2 separate regions of the Triticum aestivum genome follow, and region 2 is linked to region 1. The links are chromatin contacts, called in public Hi-C maps. All regions are on one chromosome and are shown on one strand. The core of a region is the stretch at or near the end of the contact, and the rest is flanking DNA. Distances in the headings are between cores, read along the strand shown. Region 1 holds the start of LOC123051985 (nitrate regulatory gene2 protein). Region 2 holds the start of LOC123051986 (29 kDa ribonucleoprotein A, chloroplastic).

Evidence for each region. Hi-C and Micro-C count contacts between places; a contact is called where the count stands out from the background.
Region 2: a contact with region 1 is called in a Hi-C map of leaf, with 3 times the contacts expected there. The contact joins the promoter of LOC123051986 here to the promoter of LOC123051985 in region 1. A contact is called at or near these places in 2 of 5 Hi-C or Micro-C datasets (both in leaf).

Annotation. Positions count from the first base shown.
Region 1 is chr2D:108,718,820-108,724,193 of IWGSC CS RefSeq v2.1, forward strand. It overlaps LOC123051985 (nitrate regulatory gene2 protein), which reads right to left and starts at 3,239. Exons shown (of 4, transcript XM_044474999.1): 1 at 1,914-3,239; 2 at 1,119-1,294; 3 at 641-864; 4 at 1-135. The coding sequence starts at 2,907.
Region 2 is chr2D:108,975,000-108,981,092 of IWGSC CS RefSeq v2.1, forward strand. LOC123051986 (29 kDa ribonucleoprotein A, chloroplastic) reads right to left here and starts at 3,191. Exons shown (of 4, transcript XM_044475000.1): 1 at 2,772-3,191; 2 at 2,003-2,104; 3 at 1,358-1,675; 4 at 910-1,235. The coding sequence starts at 3,119. The coding sequence ends at 1,167. LOC123051987 (exosome complex component RRP41-like) reads right to left here. Exons shown (of 7, transcript XM_044475001.1): 3 at 5,441-5,543; 4 at 5,219-5,339; 5 at 4,585-4,673; 6 at 4,340-4,489; 7 at 3,589-4,260. The coding sequence ends at 4,171.

The DNA of each region.
Region 1 (5,374 bases), core at 1,989-4,488:
AGCTGCACAGTCCTTTCGTTGTGCTGTTCGCTTGTTTCCCGTGCCGCAACCGAGATGTCGAACGATTTGAGCTCGGAGATGATCTTGAGCTGTGCTTTGTGGTGCTTGTACATTGCGTCCCACATGTGCCCCATCCTGTCAATGAGAAAATAACACATTTCAGTGCTCCATAGTCTAATGTTTCTTCTTACAGGGAAGTTTACACTCATAACAGGAGGTGCTAAAAAAATTCCAAAATATTACACACTTTAGATGAAACTTCCCCATGTAACATGGTTCTGACACAAATATATGAACGGTATTGTACAAATTAAGGATATGTGGACTATTTAGATGCTTCTTTAGGAAATGAGGATCTTCAGGAAATGTATATGACTTGTCCTGATTCACGAAAGAATGAAATAAAGTTCCAACATGTCAAAAACTGAAACACTGAGCAACTGGCTTACCAGCAAACTATACAATAAACTAAACAATACACAGGTTAATACTTTTATTAGTGGGAGTTCTTGAGTGCAAAACACTACCTTCAGGAATAAAATAGAAGGCTCCATGGAGAGGTATCAGTATAACATGCTTAAATGTACAAACTTGAATAGAATAAATGATGTCAAAATTGCAAAGTAAAAGCAAGGTTTACCCCTTCACAAGTTCAAGAAGTTTTGGGTATAGTTGTTGATCTCTCAGACGATTAATCTCTGAAATCGTGGACTCCATTGTTTGCAAATCCACAACATATCTTGTATGCAAGTGACTAGCAGCAGATTTAGTCCTCTCAAATGATGAAGAACTGACCCCACGCTGCTTCTTCTTGTTCAGAGAAGCTAGCTTTTGTTGATATTCCATTTTGATAACCTCAAACTCCTGCGTCAATGACAAACTCATCAGATGTATGACAAAAACAGCTTAGACAACGAAACGAATGCCACCGTGAAAAATTCAAATGGTTTTAACATCCTAGGACACATAACATGGGTTGGAGGATGGGGTTATCATGACTACAGTGGTTTTATACACGCATAACACAAATATATGTTTAGATCAAAAGATAGTGTTTTTCATTTTTTTTCAAAGAGCTACCTAGGGCCCGAGTTCCGAAATAACTTTTTGATTTTTACCTTCACTTCATGGGATAGTTTTTTCTCCCATGCAAGCAGCTTCTCGAGAACGGTAGCGTGTGTTTCGCCTTCGGCGTCGTCTAACTCATTCTTCACCTGTTCCGGTTGTGGTATCCCTTTAAATGAGCGGTTCCAAGTGATAACTTGCATCACTCTAGCAGAATGATCCACAAATCCTAATGAGATGGATGGCATAGAAGTAACCAAGGTTAGTCATTCTCTTTACAATATTGTGTAATCTGTACTTGTAGAACAGAACTCAAGCGGTCCTGAAAACAAGCATGATGGAGACTGCTCAACGGAGCATAAAAGGCAATCATGGAGTATAGACAGACAGACAATCAAGTAATGAACTACCTAATTGTAGACCCTAAAAAGAATCATTCCCCAGAATCTATGCATGTGTAACCTATATGGATTAGCTGTTCTGTCGTTTAGCCACTAAAAATTAGTGTGGCTCCACTGTAACCATAATTAACATTGCCTCGTTTCATTTCAATAATTAACAATGAAACAATATTCTTGTTCTTGAGATTGCTGATTAGTAAGGTCTATTGAAAGTCTTAGTCTATCGTGTCGACCAGTTAAACTTGTTCCGTAAGTAGCATAGAAGTAAACGTCTTGGACTTCTCTACAAACTTGCTCAAGCAGAGAAGTTTATGTTTCCAAAATTGAATGTTTGCAAGCTATCCGCCAATGAGAGTGACAGAAAATAAACTGGTTGATATTTTCTACTAGCTCGAATTGTGGAGTGAATTCTTGGTCTGACCAAATGGATGAGGTGTGGGTGGGTACCTCTCGTTTCGGCGAAGTTGGAGTGGTAGTGCATCCGCGCCGCCTCCAGCATCTTGGACACCTCGTGTGCGCTGTCCGATGCCTTGAGGAAATGATCGTCGAGGTCGCGAAGGATGTCGCCGAGCCTCGCCGCCGCCGGCGCTGCCATCACCACCGTCCTGCCTTTCTTGCCCTCCGGCCTCCTCGCGGCCTTCTGTGTCACCGCCCTCCGCGCCCCGGCTTCGACCATCGGCTTCTTGCCCTTGGCCACGTCCTCGGCGGCCGCGGGCGGCGCTGGCGGTGGACGCAGAGGCTGTTCCTCTGGCTCGGGGGGAGGCGGCGGCGGCGCGGGGGCCTCCGCCCGCTCGGCTGCCCACGAGGCGGCGGCGGCTGCGCTGGGTGCCAGAGTGGGTGGCGGGACGGTTATGCCGTCCGGGGACCCGAAAATGATCTCGCTCCAGGAATCCCCCTTGCGCCTCGTGTCCGGCGGCAGGGAGGGCGGGGGACGCGTGGGAGCGGGCAGCTGCGTCGGAGGCGGTGGCGGCGGTGGCGGGGGCTGGAGCTGGCCGTCGTCCTCCGGCTCCGGAGGCCGCGCGTCCTCGCCTTCGTCCTCCTCCTCCATGATGGGCGCCTCGCCGGAGGGCTTCTTCTTGATCGCCGGCGGGAGCGGCAGGTCGGGCGCGCTCATGGACCTGACGAGCGATGGGGCGTCCTCGGGCGGGCCCGGCGGGGGCGGGGGCGGCGGGAGCGCGAGCGCGGCCGCCTCGGCGCCGGAGCCCCCGGCGGAGGACAGGACCGCGGCGGCCGAGGCGGAGTGGCGCAGCGCGCCCTCGTGCGCCTCGCCGCTGGCGTAGTCGGAGAGCGCGGCGCCGACGTTCCGGAGCGCGGCCGCGTGGCCCGCGTGCGCCCCCGAGAGCGCGTGCCGCGCCTCGACGGCCGCCCGCAGCAGGTTCTTCCGCTCCCGGCACCGCTCCACGGCGCCGTCCGCGTCCTCCTTGGACTGCCCGCACCCCATGGCTGCGGCTTCCGCTCACACTCACAGGCTCACACTCCCACGGATGACGACGACGACGGCGCCGCCTGCTCTGGTTCCTTGGCGCGGGGGGTTTGCGTTTGCGTTGTACGCTTGGGCGTGACGAGGATTCTGGTCCTTTTGGGGGTGGACGGGCGGATGCTTTTGTGCTTTGGAATAAAGCTGGGGGGCTCCAAAGAGGCAGGCCTACGGTCGCCGTCGTCGCCCAGTGGGATGGCATCACAGGTGGAGGGCCACGGCGGTGGGCGACACGTTCGAGCTTCCTGCTTTTAGATTGGATCTTCCCTCCAGTACGGAGCAGCAGCACCACCGTGTGCCGCTCAATGGGCAGGTAACGCAGGAGCTGTTCTTCTCTGACCCACGCGAGCCAGTCACCGGTGACGACGGATCCTAGCTGACTGGATAAATATCAAGGAGCCACCGCCATTAACGAACGCTGTTGGACGAACTGTCACAGCTCCACTGACTATGCCACTAGGGCAAAAAAAGGTTTTCTGCAGCGTAAGTGTGACTAGGAGTACATATACATAACTTTTAAGTGTGACTAGGAATAGGTAACTTTTTTAAGTCGGTCTCTAAGGATCTCGATTTATTAAAAAGACAAGAGGGTACCCCGGTTAATTAAGTGTAGTAGAAAACTTACTTAAAGCCGTCACAACTGGCCGACCTGGACACGAAGATACAAAATTGCCGCAGAGAAACAAAGTTGAGGTCATCACCAAGCTTCATCGTCCACCTCCACGGAGCCAGCGAATCCGTCTTCATCATCTATTTTCACCAATGAAGTCCTCAAATGCCACATGCCATGTCGGCCCATGCCAAATAATCGGCCACCGGTGCAACCGTGCAGACGCCCGAACAACTTCGACTTAGAAGACAACCAAAAACAAGAGAAATGTGAAGAACTAACACCAACCAACGCCTCCCCGAAGACCACCAATCACATGTCATCTTCACAACCTACGCAGCTCTGACTCCGCGACAACATGGCGATACAAAGAAGAAACCTTTCGAGCACGCCGGAAAAAGCCAACAACCATAACCCTGCACCGCTTGCCATCCTCATCCTTGCCACAACAGAACGCCACACCACCACACCGTCGGTCGGGCACGTACCGACCACAATGTGCGAATGTGTGTTGATGGGGATGAGTATATGTGCGTGTATGTGAGCATCTGTAATTGTATCATGTTCAAAAAGGATAAAATATGGCACAAGTTACTTAAAAGAAGAAAAACAAGTGAAAACCCCTTAAATGAGGTAAGTCTTTATAGAAAAATGACAAGATGAGGCTAAAAATGAAGTTAACTCTTTGGTTTTCGTCTAAAGATCCAACTATTGTTGACAGATAGGTAGCCAAACTGTGTAGCTTGCCACGCGGAAAGAGGAGGCAAACGGCGGAAGGAAGATGAAATTAACATAAGACTCAAATGTCTTGTCCAATGGAAATAAATAATCTCATGTAGGGGTCCCACTGTTACTACATGGCTAGTCAACAAATGTCCAAGTAAGTCAACATAGTCCCAGGTGGTCAACATAACCCCAAGGTGGTCAACATAAGTTCAAACAATTATTTAATCCTGACTTGAAGAAATTCAACATATCCAACTTACCCCTTCGTCCATCCTCCCAAGCGAACATGTGACTAGTGGCCCTAACTCCTATTGGTGGCGCCGCCGATCCGCCTCGTCTCCTGTGGCCATAGGGCCATCAGGGGCGTAGTGGATACTGACCCTTGCTAGCTGGAGGGCTCCGTTTTTAGTTGTTTCTTTGAGTTTTGTTAGAGTTTGTGTCCTGCTCAGGAAGGCGGGACGACGGTGGCTCATTGAAGATGGATAAGGTTCTCCCTGCCTGGCCCCATCCCGATGGTGCATAATGACCACAAATATAGGGGATCTATCGTAGCCTTTTCGATAAGTAAGAGTGTCGAACCCAATGAAGAGAAGAAGTAATTGACAAGTAGTTTGCAACAAGGTTTCACTGTAAATGTTGTAAAGATAATTTGATAGGTTGTTTGGTAGCAAGATAATTTGTAATAAGATAAATAGTAACAAAAGTAATGTAGTGCAACAAATGGCCCAATCCTTATGTACGCTAAGGACAACCGGTTGTGTTTCTTGTAGTAGCTAAAACGCTCTTGAGGACACACGGGAATTTCGTCAAGTTACTTTCACCAAGATTCACTGAGTTACTGTTCATTTCTTTTATAATTGTTTTGCGAGTGGACCAGAGCTAAGGTATTGTACTTATTTGAACAAATACCTACTTATGATTATATCCCCCATGCAAGCATCCACGAATACAAGAGAAGTAATTACGATAAATCTAATCATAGCATTAAACACTGAGATGCAAAATAGCCCCTGGCAAAACAATTCATAAACTGGGACTTAGGCTTATATCACTTGCGCAACCCATCATATACAAACTATTTCACAATGTTTTCCC
Region 2 (6,093 bases), core at 1,941-4,440, 260 kb after region 1:
TAGCCGCCCACCGGCCCCTGGAACGCGCCCAGCGGCGGCAGCCTGGGGCACGCCCGCGGCCCGCCACCGCCGGACCTGGTGACGAGCACGGTGGGGCAGGGCTCCCTGCAGATGCAGCACCGGCGGCTGGCGTGCTGGGGCTTGGAGCCGACGCGCATGCGGACCGCGCAGTCCGAGCAGACCTCGCGGTGGCCGCACGGCCCGATCGCCACCCACTCGAGCGGCTCCATGCACACCCCGCACTCGGACGGCTCGGAGGGCGCCGCGTCGACGTCGACGGCGTGGCGGGGATCGGCCGGGGTGGCGAGCTTGTCGCCGACGCGTTTGGCTCCGCCGACGTCGATGTCGATGACGTGGCTTGGATTGCTTGGAGAGGCGAGCTGATGGTCTGCGAGAGGCCCCGTGTGTTTGGCGCCTCCGCCGACGTCCATGTCGATGGCGTGGCCGCCGTCGACCTGAGCCATGGTCGAGTTTACTACACGATCGATGGAGAGTAGTTACGTCGCTGTACCTCTATGCCCTAGACTAGCAGAGTCTGAATTCCCATGGCGACGCTTGCTAATTGCACCCAATGTCATGTACGTACACGGCATATATAGGCTCGTGATCCGACACCCGGCTGAACTGGCTTCCGGTTCGAATTAACGTGGGGAAGAAGCGTTGATGATCGGACTAGGAAGAGGGTTAGACCATCGATCCGACTCGATCGCATCATCAGAGCTGACCGCAGTGCGCACGGGATGCAGGGACCAATGACAACGTGGATTTAAGATTTTTTGCAAAGAAGTCCAGAAATTCACGGTGGATTTATGAGTTTTTGTTTTGCAAAAAGTAGGGACTTCATCTAGAAAAAGACATTCAGAGAAACAGTAGGCATTTTAGTTTCCAGGGGGGATAGAGAGAGAGCCATACACAGCATCAACAAACATTCAGAAGGGTTTTTAATGGTATCGTACATCATCTCTGCTGCTAAGCATATAGAATGACTTTGACAAAATTTCTACTTTTTCTATCAAGAGGCGCAACGAGTTGCACGGCTGACAAAAATCTTCCGGTATACAAATTCACTTCCGAGTCTCTCTCATCAACCGCGAGAAAATAGTAGTAGAAACTACAAACTAACACTTACGGAACACATGATTAATCTCTAACCAGCGTCAGACATCTTAAAACCGCCTTTGCTCCCTCGGCTTCGACTCTGCGACGGTAACCCGGATCTGCCTGCCGTCGAGGTCCTACAGAACAAAATCATGCACTGAATTAGCATAGCTATTCAGAAAACAATGTGAAGGAACTGTACAATTCACATTAAACAATTCAAACTCGACACTGAACATAATACTATACAAGAACTTACCACGCCGTCGAGGTTCGAGATTGCATTGTTGACCTCATCAGCAGAGCCATAGGTAACGAAACCAAAGCCCCTCGACCTGCCGCTGTCACGGTCATAGATGACCTTGGCATCAAGCACCTTTCCTTGTTCGCTGAACAGGTTCTCGAGCGTTGAGTTGTCGACGCCCCAGGATAGGTTTCCGACGTAGAGCTTGTTGGCTGAATCAAAGCTGCCGCCGCCGCCGCCACCACCGCCCATGGTCCTCGGTGTTCTGGGTGCGAATTCATCTCTGGGTGGTGGTGGTCCGGAGTTAACCCTGAGGGGTCTTCCTTGGAACGTCTAATGTGAGAGATAAAAATCAATTAGTCAACAGTCTAATACTCCAACAACTGCACTACATATGCAGACTAAAACAAATAGTCCCAACAATCAGCAAAGTTCGCACTACAAGGCTTAATTATGCTGGAAATCAGATTTCATTTGTATCACTAAGCTGAACATATATGAGCATCATTTCTACATAACACTACATGAAAAACAAACACCCAACAATGTATAGAGAACTAACTTTTTCACAACAGCTTATAAAATTTATCCACAGATAGTCATTTAAACCCATTTAATGTACCAAGATAAGGTGGTTTAAAACAGATGAAGTCTTCTTACATAACCATTGAATTGCTCGACAGCGGCAGCAACTTCCTCAGCTGAACCCATTGTGACGAATCCAAATCCACGGCTCCGTCCGGTCATCCTATCGTATACAACCTGCAAGAAATGAGATACTATATCATTCTGAAAAAATAAACTATCCAAGGCTTAGCGTGCAGCTCTGCTACAATTGAGCATTGATTTGCTGTAGTAATTTACTGAAGCAATTCGAACTTAGTTCAAGCCGAGATCATTTTACAACATCTTATCTTATCCTGAAGAAAAACAACCTATACTAGTATAACAACTCCACGTCCATGCGCAGCTCTGCTACAATTGAGCATTGATTTGCTGTAGTAATTTACTGAACCAATTCGAAGTTAGTTCAAGCCAAGACCATTTTACAACATCTTATCTTATCCTGAAGAAAAACGACCTACACTAGTATAACAACTCCACGTCCATGCACAGCTCTGCTACAATTGAGCATTCATTTGTTGTAGTGATTTACGAGGCCCCTGAAGTACTGAACCAATTCGAACTTACTCTAGGCCGAAACAATTTACAGTATCTTATCTTATCCTTAAAGAAATAGTCTACACAGCAACAATTCCACATCCATCGGATAACCTGACACTACACTGAAACAAAATGTCCTGACCCTGAAGACTCTATCCCAACCATGCAATGCCGAGCAGAAGTTTACAATTATTTTTAGGAAATTAGAGTATTTAACTTAAGCCCATTACAACTTGTAGCAAGACGAGAGACTGTCAATTTATACCTCGACCATCTCGACGGAGCCGGCCTGCTCGAAGAGCCCGGCGAGCTGCGCGCTGTCGACGGTGAAGGGGAGGTTGCCGACGAAGACCTTGAGGTCCTCGGAGTACTCGGCCTCGGAGTCGCCCCCGCCCTCGCCCTCGCTCTGCTCCTCCTCGGCGTCCTCCGTCCCGAACTCGGACGACACGGCCACGGCCACGGGCAGCAGGAGCCGCCTCCGCGGCGCCAGCAGCGCCGACACGGCGCGCAGCGGGCCGCAGGCGAAGGAGGCGGAGGCGGCGGCGGGCCTGGCGGCGGAGGGGAGCGGGATGAAGTGGTGCGAGAGCGCGGTGGAGAAGAGGGTGGCCGCCATTGCAGAGGGGGATAAGACTCGCAGGGGATAAGGTTCTGCCGCTGGGGTTTGGGAGGGGTGAGTGTGGGAATGGACTGTGGAGGGGGTTTTATAGTGTACGGGGACGATGGATGGACGGCCAGCCGATGAGCCACACCAACGGCTGGATATTTCTCTGGGGAGATATTTTTCTTGGGTTGGGATGAGAGGGGGTGTGGCCCACTGGCAGTGTGAGAGGCCGGCCAAATGTTTAGCTGGAAACTAGCTGTGTTATTTTGTTGGAATTGGATGGGATAATGCAAACTTATCAAGATTTTTTTTTTAGACTTCATGATAATGCACTAGCAAGCATCGTTAGCACCGGTATTCTTGTTGAGAATGTTTCTTTTAGAGGCATTCTTGCTGAAAATAAAGCCCACTGCAACTGGAAGGTGAAGTGGTAAACAAAAGGGAAAAAAAAAAGAGGAACAGAGTAATAAATTACTCAAGGTAAACACAAAACTTTAGAGGCATTAGCTTGTTGAAAGTGGTAAAAACAAGCTGCTCGTACCAGCCGAAACAACAACGAGATGAGATACATAGCAGCAGCACAAATTTTTTAGGATCCCAGTCCCAGGCTGTCAGCCCAAAATACAGGGCAATAGCTTTGACATCATAAACAATCCATATAGGGATGCAAATTTGGAACCTAAAGGGTAACCTCCGACCCTACCTAGTTCAACTAAATGAGCTAAATTTTCAGAATTTACCCCATTTCTGAAAACTTAGTTCATTTGGTTGAACTAAGTAGGGTTGGAGGATACCCTATAGGTTCCAAATTTGCATCCCTAAATCCATTGAATGATACAAAGTTCCGAAAAGTCTCAGGTTCCAAATGCATACTAAAAGACATGACTAGCACACCTACAAGATTTTCTCTCGGCTAAACAATTCGCTCTTTTGCCAAAAGAAACAATCACCACAGCCATGTAAATTGTGCTCCTCCAAACATCAGCCCTGTCCTCCTTCCCTACAAAACCTCTACAGCTAAGGATATCTGTTGCGAATCTGAAAACATGTGTCTGCTCAAATGTCATTCGCTCGCCAAGCTCGCGGGGTCTTTCAAGCGCTCCCGCAATATCTCGCAGAGCTTGCTGCAAGCATCCATACAGAGCTCTACCGCCTGTTAATGAACATAGCAAGAAGTTAGTATAGTCGATGTTGCTTTGCCATCATCTCAGGTAATGCAGTAGATAACATACATTGGTGATTTTGCCATCAGTCCACTCCCCAGTCAGCGTAAGTTGTGTGATCTCCTTGCGGGCCGGCATGTAAGACACCATAAGGCCTCCGTCTTGCCATGCCTCCTCGTCTGAGGTTGGATCGATGATGACATTCTTCCCTAAACAGGACTGGCAGATCAAAGTTGAAACTGATCAGCTTCCAGTTTAAATATCTCTTGACATAAGTACATGTGTCATAAAGCAGACAGAATGTGAGGGCATACCACAGATACTGATGTAACAAGGTCATACATCATGATCCCAGCATCTGCCAATGCAAGACTAGCACAAGATATAATAATGGGAAGATCGCCTGAAATGAAAGAGACGGCAGTAAGGATGAAAGTAGTTGCTTCTCTTTATCAGAAAGTATGGTACTGCAGAAAGAAATGGTGGGGGATAAAGGCTTCGGTCAAATAAAATATGGAAAGAGATACAAAATGTATGTATCGGCAAATGTGATGAAATGCAGACTCAAAGTATTAACCCATTACGTATACCTAATCCCTCCGATCCGCTATACAATGTAAAATGGACATTGTATAGAGATTGCGTCAATTAATTCGGATCGGAGGGAATACCTAAATATGTTAACTTTTCCTCAAATTAGTAAATACTACAATAACACAGTACATTCATACTATGAACTTGTGAGTAATATAAATAACTTAGCTTTCTTATATTGCAAGACCAAGAACATAGTGTGTCAGTGTGACACTACGATGAGTGAGAATATGAACACAATTTATGAATAAGCACTAGAAAAATAATTTAGGAGCATTTCCTAGTTGAAAGATGCAATAGGTAACTAGTGTAATATACTGGAAACCAAAAGCAAAGTCATGAATAGTATCATACTGCCACCAGACTCAAGAACCAACGCAAAAACATCAACAGTTGTCTTCGGAAAAGTATGTAGCATTACTGCGCCTTCCAGGGCTTTGTGAAGCATTCCAGAGTACTCTTTGTTTTCCAACCCCTGAAATGAAGATGCATGCTATCAATCTTTACTTTCAAATATATGTGAGTGACTTGGAATATTCTCCAAATAAAATGATGAAAGCTCATTAAACAGCACACCTGTCCACGTATACCAGTAGCAAAAGTCGTATAGCTCACACTGCAATTGAGCCTACCAGTGTCACTGTACAGCATTGCTTTCTTGCTCTCCCTTGGGCCAAACCTGCAAAGATGGCAATCAAATAAACATGACTAACCAATCAATCAATAGGAAACAAAGGGCAGCCCGGTGCACATAGCTCCCGCTTGCGCAGGGTCCGATCACTTTGGGTCTATTGTACGAGTCCTGAAAAACTGCACAATTCAACAAGCTCGCTAACAGGATACACCGAATTCACTACAAAGCTAGGAAGCACATGCTGAAGCTGAAGGACTTCAAAGTTCAAGATATCTTTCTGAATTTGTGATTTGCCCAGTGAGAAAGGTTTAGCCATGTAGTCAAAACTCCAAAGTGATAAATGATAATAGCACAAGATTAGAAAATACTTAGTACTTACATGTGTTTGCACACTCAGAATGATAGGAAATACACTGTTTCAAGATGAACATGATGTTCTTGGTTGCTTAGCAAAAATATGCATTTTTGAGTTCAAACAAAGAACTTGTAAATATATATCAGTTGACCTTAACTTTGTAATATTTGATTCCACGAACACTCAGATGACTACTAAATTGTCAAATCTGGAATAACTTCGAAGGATGAATTTGGCACA